2 separate regions of the Gossypium hirsutum genome follow, and region 1 is linked to region 2. A link is a contact called in public Hi-C data. All regions are on one chromosome and are shown on one strand. The core of a region is the stretch at or near the end of the contact, and the rest is flanking DNA. Distances in the headings are between cores, read along the strand shown. Region 1 overlaps LOC121232334 (phenylacetaldehyde synthase). Region 2 holds the start of LOC121203108 (ABC transporter C family member 5).

Region 1 (4,800 bases), core at 339-2,838, 110 kb before region 2:
TTGATGCTTGCAAATTATTGCCTCTTCATTGGACACGAAGCTCATGAATATTATAATTAGGCTGACAATGTGAGACTGACAAAATGCTTCCCAATGCTTTCTGGAAATTGGACCGCCAATCTGATCTGATAATCCTGTATATAATGCTGAAATTGGAAACTAGTTTTAAGTTGATTTTGGCATGATATCTTGGTGTCCTTTTTTCTCTTTTTTGCATGTTTAATACAAGCTAACAGACAGAAGATAGCTTGGTCCTTCAGCGTAGGGAGTTTATGTCATTGATTTTTCATTTTCCATGCAAAAGTTGGTTAATAAAAATGAAACAAAAATGCAACGTTAGTGATGGATCACATGCTTTAATTCATTTGCGCAGGTTGTCACCCCCAGGATATTTTCATTAGTTTGTTTCCGCCTTCTGCCGGTTCGCAACGATGAATCTCATGGTAACAAATTGAACCATCAACTTTTAGATGCTGTAAACTCCACAGGGAGTGCCTTCATATCTCACACGGTAAGCTTGCCCATCTACAGTATATATATATATATATATATTCAAATCTGCAATATACATCTTTCTCGAGAAATATTAAAGGAATAATGAAAAAAAGGGGAAATGGATTTATGTCTTTGTTTAACGTGGAAGGCACACTATCTATCAATCAGTTATGATGACTGCAGGTTTTATCAGGTAAATACATACTAAGATTTGCAGTAGGCGCCCCATTGACTGAAGAGAAGCACGTGAATGCAGCATGGAAAGTTTTGCAAGACAAGGCCACTTCCTTACTAGCAGAATCCTTGTGATAAAAATTTTCTTGTGTTTAATGCATTGATGACCATCTTAAAAGGCCGTTATTGCAATCCTGTCATAATATATATTTTTCCTGAAATTGTTGGCTTTTTTTCTTTGTATTAATTATCAGTGACACCCCTTTGAATATTACATCACCGAGATGCATTTGTGATTATCCAATTGTCAGTCCGAGTCAGAACCCAGAATATGTAGCCGTGAAGGCTGAGTTTTTTTGTGGTTTGGGTGGGTGCTGGGTCAACCTCAACCATGGACTTCTAGCTCAGCATTCCATAAAGAAAGAAAAAGGGTTCTTCAATTGAATCCCCTTATTTGAAAATAAACACTACAACCTACTGTCTTCTTTTTGCACCACTCCACAATAGAAGCATGGGGAATTTTCTCTCTGCATATTTCATATCATGTTCATCAAGCATGTTTTCAATCATGTCGTGTCATGCTTATTAGACACGTTATGTTCGTATCCTGGGGGTGTTTTTCTATAATTTGTCAAATTATTTTTAATTTTTTAAGTATACAGATGGTTATTTGTTGCATGCTTCCAATCAATCCCTAGCTTTCTTTTTCTTCATGTTTACATCTGATTCCCAGTTTTATTTTTCCCTAATTGATACTTGTTATTGTAAACGACTATAGAATAGTTGAGAAAATAAACAGTATATGTATGAAAGGGTAGTATGAGAATACTTTGATTCTTAAGCATTATGATTCTGAGGAAAGAAATTATTGCAAATTATGCGAATGAGAAATTATGATATCTAAGTCAAAGCAAATGACAAAACAGAGTGGCCCCAGAGATGCTGTTTGTGAATATGTATGAGTTTGGGGAAGTTATGTACTCACAAGCCTAGAAAGTGATATGTTGGCCATGCATGCCAATGGAAACCAAAAAAAAAAAAAAAACCTATGCCTTTATTGGATTTGCAAATTTCTTTTACAAGTTCCATCAACATTTTGGAGTGTTTACATGTATTATATCATTTATTTTATTATGTTGATGTTATTCTTAATTGAATCATTAATTTAATTATTAAAATTATAAAAAATATATTTTTATAGATAAAATAAGTTAATACTATTTGAGAGTATGTTAGTTTTTTCATTTTAACAAAAACTAATAAAAATATAGAGATTTAAATTTGCATCAATTGAAATAGTAAATCTCTAAATTTATCACTTTAACAAAAATGTTATTTTAATGTGCTTTATACATTTCAATTTTAACATGCACAATTTATTACCTGTGTTAGTTGTATATATATACGATTTATTAAACCTTCAATTAGGTCATCAACTTGGTTAGTAAAATTACGTAAATACCATTTCTATAGTTAAACTATTTGAGAGTATATTAATATTTTTATTTTAAAAATAACCAATAAAAATATACATATGGTCATGCCAATTAAATTAGTAAAACCTTAAATTTACCAATCAAACAAAACTTCATTTTAATGTATTTTATACATTTCTATTTTCATATGCACAATTTATAATAATGTTGTTAATTGAGTTGGTATTACAAGTCAACTCAATGCTAACTCATAATTGATGACAAAACTATGATAAATAATCGTAATGTATTTACTATTGTTTATCTGATGTATTTATGTGTTTAAATTTCACACATATTACATACATGTTGTTATTATTATTAATTTCATACCTTTGTTTAATTATTTATTGAACACACACTTATATTGATGTGATAATATTTTTAATTCATATAAAAGGCTTTCCCAAGTAAATATTTCAATTACATTTGTATTTTTTAAGAATTTTGGGATTATATTTTTTGATATAAAGTTTGGGTAAGGAAGAGAAGAAAAGGATATTGGTGCAAAGAAGTAATTAATGGACCTAGGTTACGTACATTTTTCATGGTTGGATTCTCATTGTAAAGGTGCCTTATTGGAAAGGTGTTATTTAAGACCAATTTTATGTAATTGGAGAGTGTATTTTGATATTATCTTCCTAAGACTATTACCGCACGTTGCTTAATTTGATTATACATTAGAAGGTTAAAATTTAAAATTATACATCAATTTTGATTTAATCATATACATTTAAATAAATAAATATATTAATTTATTTTTATATTTGATAAATATAATTATTTATGTATGTAATATGTAAACATAAAATGATATTATATCAATAATTGTGTTAATAATTTATAAGAATTGGATCAAATTAAAATTTCATGGATAAAATTGCACAAAATCAAAGTTCATGTATACACTTGCACATTAAACCATAGTTCATGTATAGTTTTGGTATCTATCCTTATATTAAATTTTTTTTGTAAGAAAATAACAATAAAATTTAATAATTTAGTACAAATTAACTAATCAAAATAAATTTAGAGGAGAATTTATAAATGAGTTATACACAATGAGACTTGGACTTTGACCTTCAAAATTTCAATACCAACTTTTGCTAACATGATCAAAGTGTCAGTGGTGAATTTTTAAGAATACATGAGAATATATACCTTTCTTTGCATATATCAATTCTATTAGTCTATTTGTACAAAAAATTATAAGTTGATGTGATTTATAATTCTTTATTTTTTATAACAATAATTTATATTTAAATTATTTAAGATAATTTTAATAATAAAATTTTAATTTATTAGTAAATTGGCCCATAAATTACATCATGATTTTCAAATTAGTATGTAAAGTATTTTTCGTTAGAAATGATATTTAAACTATTAATTTTGTCTCATTTTATAAAAAACAATGTATGTTTAATAATAATGTGCCATTATTACGTTTTTATTGGCTGGTATTATTTTTAAATAAATTGAGACAATTAATAATCTGTATAATGTTTAATACTAAACCTTTTAAATCAATATGAGAATTTGGATATAGTTTAATGGTAAATGTAAGTAACTATGATTTTTTTTTTAAATTTATTTTTAAGCTCATAACATATTTTATAACAATGAAGTTGGTTAACATTTACTAATATATATTATACAATGCTTGAAAAATGAAAGTAATATTTTTTTAGTGTACTTAAGGTATCTGTCATGTCCGTTTTATGATCTATGAAAACTAATCATTTTAAGATTTATTATTATTATTTTCATCGAAAAAGGAAATTAAAATATGAGCCAAATTTTTTTATTTGTTATATAAAAATATTCAATGTCCCTGCTATCTTAAATTTGTAATTTTTGATAATTATAGCCTAATTCAATGAATATGATCAACTATAATGGCCCAAATTCAAAGTTATCGGAACAGTGGTTTCGTAACCACAAATCTGATTTAAAGAGAAATTTATTTCAATATTTTTGCATGAAAATTGATATGATAGGAAAATCGTATGAAAATATTTATGAAATGTTAGTAATGTGGCATTAAAATTTCGTTGGGAAATTTTAATGTTTGGGTAGTCAATTAAATGAAAAGGACTAAATTGTAAGAGGTGTAAAAGTTGCTAGAATGATTAAATAGCTTAAGAGTCTAATGAGAAAGAATTTAAAAGGCAATTAGACCCAAAATTTATTTGGGCTGGACGGCAAGGGTATGAAATCAGCAGGAAAATTGATAAATTAAGGGAAAAATTGGAATATTGCAAAGTTAACTAAATAAAGCTAGGACTAAATAGGAAATATCTAGATTTCTCTTCATTTCTCTTCAATTCCAACAGCTAAAAATGCCATAGGAGAGTTCTCTAAGTTGGTATTTCATGATTTTTGCACCAAATCTAGAAGATTCAAATACGAAGCTAGATCGAGGAAAGGAAAAAGTTTAGGATTAGTAGATTTTTGTACACGAACAAGTATCAAGGTAAGTTCGTGTAACTTGAATTATATTCTTAAATGCTTGAGATTGTATGTTATTGATGTGAATATGATTTGAATGTTCATTGTATGAAAATTAATGAAACATTGATATATTTGATAAAATGGGAAGAAATCCCGGTTGAATGAAAGGAAAATTCGATGGATCTCTGAAAAGGAATTGACGGTA
Region 2 (4,953 bases), core at 2,034-4,533:
TTAGGGTATGTTTGGATAGCATAGAGTAATTGAATAAAAACACTCTATTATAATTACAAAGAATTATAATTTCCTGGACATGTTTAGATGATAGAGTGTAATTACATTATAATTTCCTATGTCATGTTTGGTAGTACAGATTGTAATTACACAGTTATATAATTTACATTTTTAAAAGATATTAATTACTATAAAAATAAATAGTGTGATAAAAAATAATTTCTAAACAAGCAACAAAAAAATAAAATCAAATAACCATATGTGTTATGTTAGTCCAAAAAAGTAGTTGATAAAATACGATTACTAATAAAAATAATAAGAAAAATAAAAATCATATACAATTTTATCTAATTATTCTAGTACATATTCGTTTGATTATTCCCTATTTAATATTTAACATATGCTCCTTATCGTCACTTGTTGGTCGTTGACCAATTTCATCTTCATCATCTGAATTTGAATATGCATCATTAAGATTATCAAGATCTTCTTCTTCCATGTATTCTTTGAAGTATAAATCATCTCAATTTCACCTATGATTCAAGTATGGTCCAACCTTATTTATTATGTTATACTAAGTAATGTTGTTAATATGAGAAATATTAGATAAAAAAAACAAAAATAGTTCGTGAGCTGTCTATGGTGTTTGTGTGTGGCTCCATTCTCTCAAATGGTATCACACCCCACGATATCGTGCAAGAAAATTTTTTCTATTTGCATAATTAACATTGACCTTACAATATTTAAGTTCTTACTCCAAATAGTCTATAACTTTAATAATAAAAACTTATATAAACTTAATTAGAAGAAAGACTTAAAGTTATATCCATTTTTATAATACGTAAATTAAGTAAAAAATAATATAAAATTTATAATATATAAAAAAAGTTTTATAATTTGTCCAACACGTTCACAATACTTCTTATAAATAATATATTTTTTGCCATAACTTTAAAAAGTTTACATTTTATAAATAAGTTATGGTTAAAAACTATAACATTCTTTTTTATGAATAAGTATATTATTTTATAATATATAACATGGACAAATAAACAAATTGTCATAATTTTTTTTATAAATAAATATATTATTTTAGACCCGAACTTTAGAATTTTTTAAGCTACACAAATTATTTTTATAATATAAGAATTTTTTTATCATAACCATCCCAAACATTTATAAATGTTCCTACTTATAGTATAATTTTTTTATAACTTGTATAAAAATAATTTTTTTAAAATTAAATTTGTTACGTAATTACTCCAATTCTCACAAACTCTTAAGAATTGAAAAGTGTAATTAGGATACTTCAATTACACCAAATTCGGTGAGACTCATTAATTACAATGGTTATCCAAACATGCTATCATTGTGTAATTACAATGGTACATTGCCACTGAACTTTTTAGACTCCTCAAGCACAGTTAAGGGTTGACAAGTGCTCTATAAGAGTATAATTTAATATTAAAAAGTATTTTGAAAAAAAAAGAGATATATAATAATTCTTTAAAATTGCTTATAGAATAAAAAAATATATTACCAGTATACTTGGTATTAATTGTGTTTAAAGTATTATATATATATATATATATTAAATAATCATATTTTTGCTTTATATTTAAAATTATTAAAATTTAAAAGTGAATTTCAAAACCAAAGCTTATTTATGCCAAAATCATTAAATTAAAGAGTAATGACATTTACTTTTTTTGGTTTAGAGTAAACTAAAACTACCGTGCTAAATGCTAACTTTTAGCAAAATGAGAAAGAGAAAATAATTTATTTATTTATATTAAATTCTTAAAAAGAAAATGTGATGAAATGAAGGGTGAAGACAAGCCCTTCCAGAATCCACCACATGTGCTATTTTCCTGAGAAACAAACAAAAACTTTTTTTCATCATTCTCTTTTCCTTAGGAAACTGCCAAAGGAAATGCGAAAAGTGGTGTGTGGCAGAAAAAAGGACGCTAAGGTTTACAGTTTGGTCCCATGTACCCGACTCGACTGCTTAAGTGGGGAGCGGAGTTGGGTAATAATCTTTGTTTTTTTTACTTTAATTTAGAAATTTAAAGCATCATTACCCCCCAAAGCCTCCTTTTCTTGCTCGTTAATCCTAGGAAAACTCTTTGATTCTAAGCCAAAGATGATGATCAATCCCATTCCAATCAAATAATTTAGTCCTAAACTCCTGATTTTAAGAATTTTGAGATCGATGCGGGAACCTTAATTATTTTATTAATAATTGATTTGATTGTAATTTTAAATAATTTAAGGCATTATAATTGTAGGGGATAGACCCGATTAAACAATCAACGAAGTGAATAAAATAAGGATCGAAAATGTCAATCATGTAAATTTTATGTGAGAATAAAAAACAACAAATAAAAAGATAGTACAAAAGATGGAGAGAATTAAAAGAAAAATCCGAATCACCATAACAAAATTTTCTCAATCTAAATTATTTTTATTGTGTAAAATCTAGAGTAACTAAGGTCTATTTATAGACTAAAATTCATAGCATATATAACTATAACAACTCTTTAAAAAAGAAGATTAATAGTCAATTTTGATTTTTTAAAAAAATTTGATGACCAAATTTAACTTGAAAAAAGAATAAAAGTCAAATTGATAAAAATCGTTATAAAAATTAAAAAGATAAATCTCAAAATTATACATAAATTTTAATTCAATATGTAATTTGATACATAAATTTTAATTTGGAGCAATTATATATATGAAATTTTGAATCTAGTTCAAGTATACATAAAACTTTAATTTTGATTCAATCATATATATTTGAAAAAATAAATACATTAATTTATTATATTTTGATAATATATAAGTATAAAATGATGTTATATCAATAATTATATTTGGTAAGAATTGAATTAAATAAAGTATTACATATAAAATTATATATTAACTTTAAAATTTATCCAAAATAAAATAAAATAAAATAAAAATGAGATTTAAAAATGAAACCAGCCCCACCGCCATTGCCACCACATCACCACCTCAAACACAAATGAAAAAGTGGAAACAAACAAAAACCCCTTTATTTTTTATGTTAATTTCTCAAAAACACAGAGTAACGGTGAAAAGAAAAAGATGATCTAATGAGTAATGTTTTCTTTATTAAGACATTATAGGAGAAGAACCTTTTCATGATCTCATCAACACATCAAAATGTGGGCATTTTTTATAATCAATTAATTATTAATTATTATATATTAATTTGTAAAAACAACAAAACTAGAAATTAGAAGCCTTAATAACTAAAACAGATCCTTCATTTTTGTAGAAAGAGACCTCCCATACTTTCACACACGGCGATTACGACTTTTTTGCAGAGCTTAAAGATAAAAAAACACGACATTTTCTCTTTAAAAAAGAGGGAGACACTGGAACCATTTCTCTCTCTCTCTTTCTCTTCATATATTATATATTAACACACACATTTCATATAGGTTTTATATTTCTTTTTCTTTGCTTGTTTACGTTCTACATGCTTATAGGCTTATTGGGTTTAGGCTGCTCAGCATCTAATTCAATTCAAAGACGATTCGTCTGTATTTTGGAATGCTGGTGTAGGAGTGGTACTCCTTTTGTATATCACAAAAAAAGGGTTTGTTTCTTTTTTGGGAATAAAAAGAGGAGAGAGTCGGGACATCTTGTTCAGGTTGATCAGAGGACAAAAACCCAGGTTCAGTTTTATTTAATATTTTTGTTTCAGATATGGGTTTTTTTCTTTCATTTCTTTTCTTTTCTTTTTTTGCTTTTGATTTTTGGTCCCTTTATTTGTCTCCTTCGGGTCTCTCCACCAGATATCTCATATAGAGAGACACGAAAGAGAGAGAGAGTGTGTGTGTCTATGAGTTTGTGGAAATAAAAGGAATCATTTCTGTTTGTGTTTTCAGTCTTCGTTATCCGTGTTATAAAGAATCTATTTGTTTTCATGTGTAAGTCTGTAGATTCTATCTCTAAATAACCCTTTTGTTGTTGTGGTTTTGCCTCTTTCATTGCTTTCAGTTGGTGAGATGCCCTTCTTCACACGATTTGATCTCACTTCGTACTTGATTCATCGACATCATCGACAAAGCCGCCTACTCAGCTTGTTTTTTGGGTCTCTCTTTCACACGAAACTCACCCTTTTCAACAATGGGATTCACTCGTTTGCTCAATAGCATTGCGACTCATTCTTCTTCTTCACCAGCATCCGCCGGACAACAACCACATTTTTCCCTTGCGGGGACGATGCAAGGTTTGCCCATTTTGGAACTATCCTCCATTTGCATCGATCTCACACTTCTCCTGGTGTTCCTTTTCACAATATCTGCAAGGAAAATACTTGTCTGTGTCGGTCGAACTCGATTTCTTAAGGATGATTCTGTTGGGAATTCAAGCCCAATTAGGAGAAGCATTAGTGGTGATGCTGAAGTTGGAGATGTTGTTGTCGGCACTGGGTTTAAATTCTCTGTATGTTGTAGTTTCTATGTGCTGCTTGTGCAAGTTGTGGTGCTGGGATTTGATGGATTTGGTTTGATAAGAGAGGCTGTTGATGGGAAGGTTGTGGTTTGGTCTGTTATTGCCTTGCCTGCTGTTCAAGGTTTAGCTTGGTTTGTATTGAGTTTTTTAGCTCTTCATTGTAAGTTTAAGGTGCTCGAGAAATTCCCATTGTTGTTGAGGGTATGGTGGTTTATTTCTTTTGTGATTTGCATCTGTACCTTGTATGTCGATGGAAAATCACTTTTAGTGTATGGTTCGAACCACTTGACTTCCCATGTTGTCGCCAAATTTGTTGTAACACCCGCTCTTGCATTTCTTTGCTTTGTTGCAATTAGAGGTGCAACCGGTATAGAATTGTATAGAAACTCCGACCTTCAGGAGCCATTGCTTGAAGATGAGGCAGGATGTCTTAAGGTAACTCCTTATACTGATGCTGGGCTCTTCAGT

Evidence for each region. A called contact is a pair of places that touch in the nucleus more often than the background predicts.
Region 1: a contact with region 2 is called in a Hi-C map of leaf, with 7 times the contacts expected there. The contact joins the enhancer-like site here to the promoter of LOC121203108 in region 2. A contact is called at or near these places in 19 of 34 Hi-C or Micro-C datasets (anther, callus, fibers and 4 more).

The regions. Positions count from the first base shown.
Region 1 is chrA07:41,554,314-41,559,113 of Gossypium_hirsutum_v2.1, reverse strand. It overlaps LOC121232334 (phenylacetaldehyde synthase), which reads left to right. Exons shown (of 13, transcript XM_041118093.1): 12 at 374-511; 13 at 689-1,134. The coding sequence ends at 703. Among protein-coding and RNA genes, the nearest start is that of LOC121232333, 8.4 kb to the right of the region's middle. Within about 2 kb of position 1,588, at least 5 of the 9 cell types and tissues checked have an H3K27ac peak or open chromatin away from gene starts, as enhancers often do. A contact at or near this core is called in fibers, hypocotyl and leaf, where this site is marked.
Region 2 is chrA07:41,449,856-41,454,808 of Gossypium_hirsutum_v2.1, reverse strand. It overlaps LOC121203108 (ABC transporter C family member 5), which reads left to right and starts at 3,283. Exons shown (of 13, transcript XR_001698897.2): 1 at 3,283-3,703; 2 at 4,030-4,953.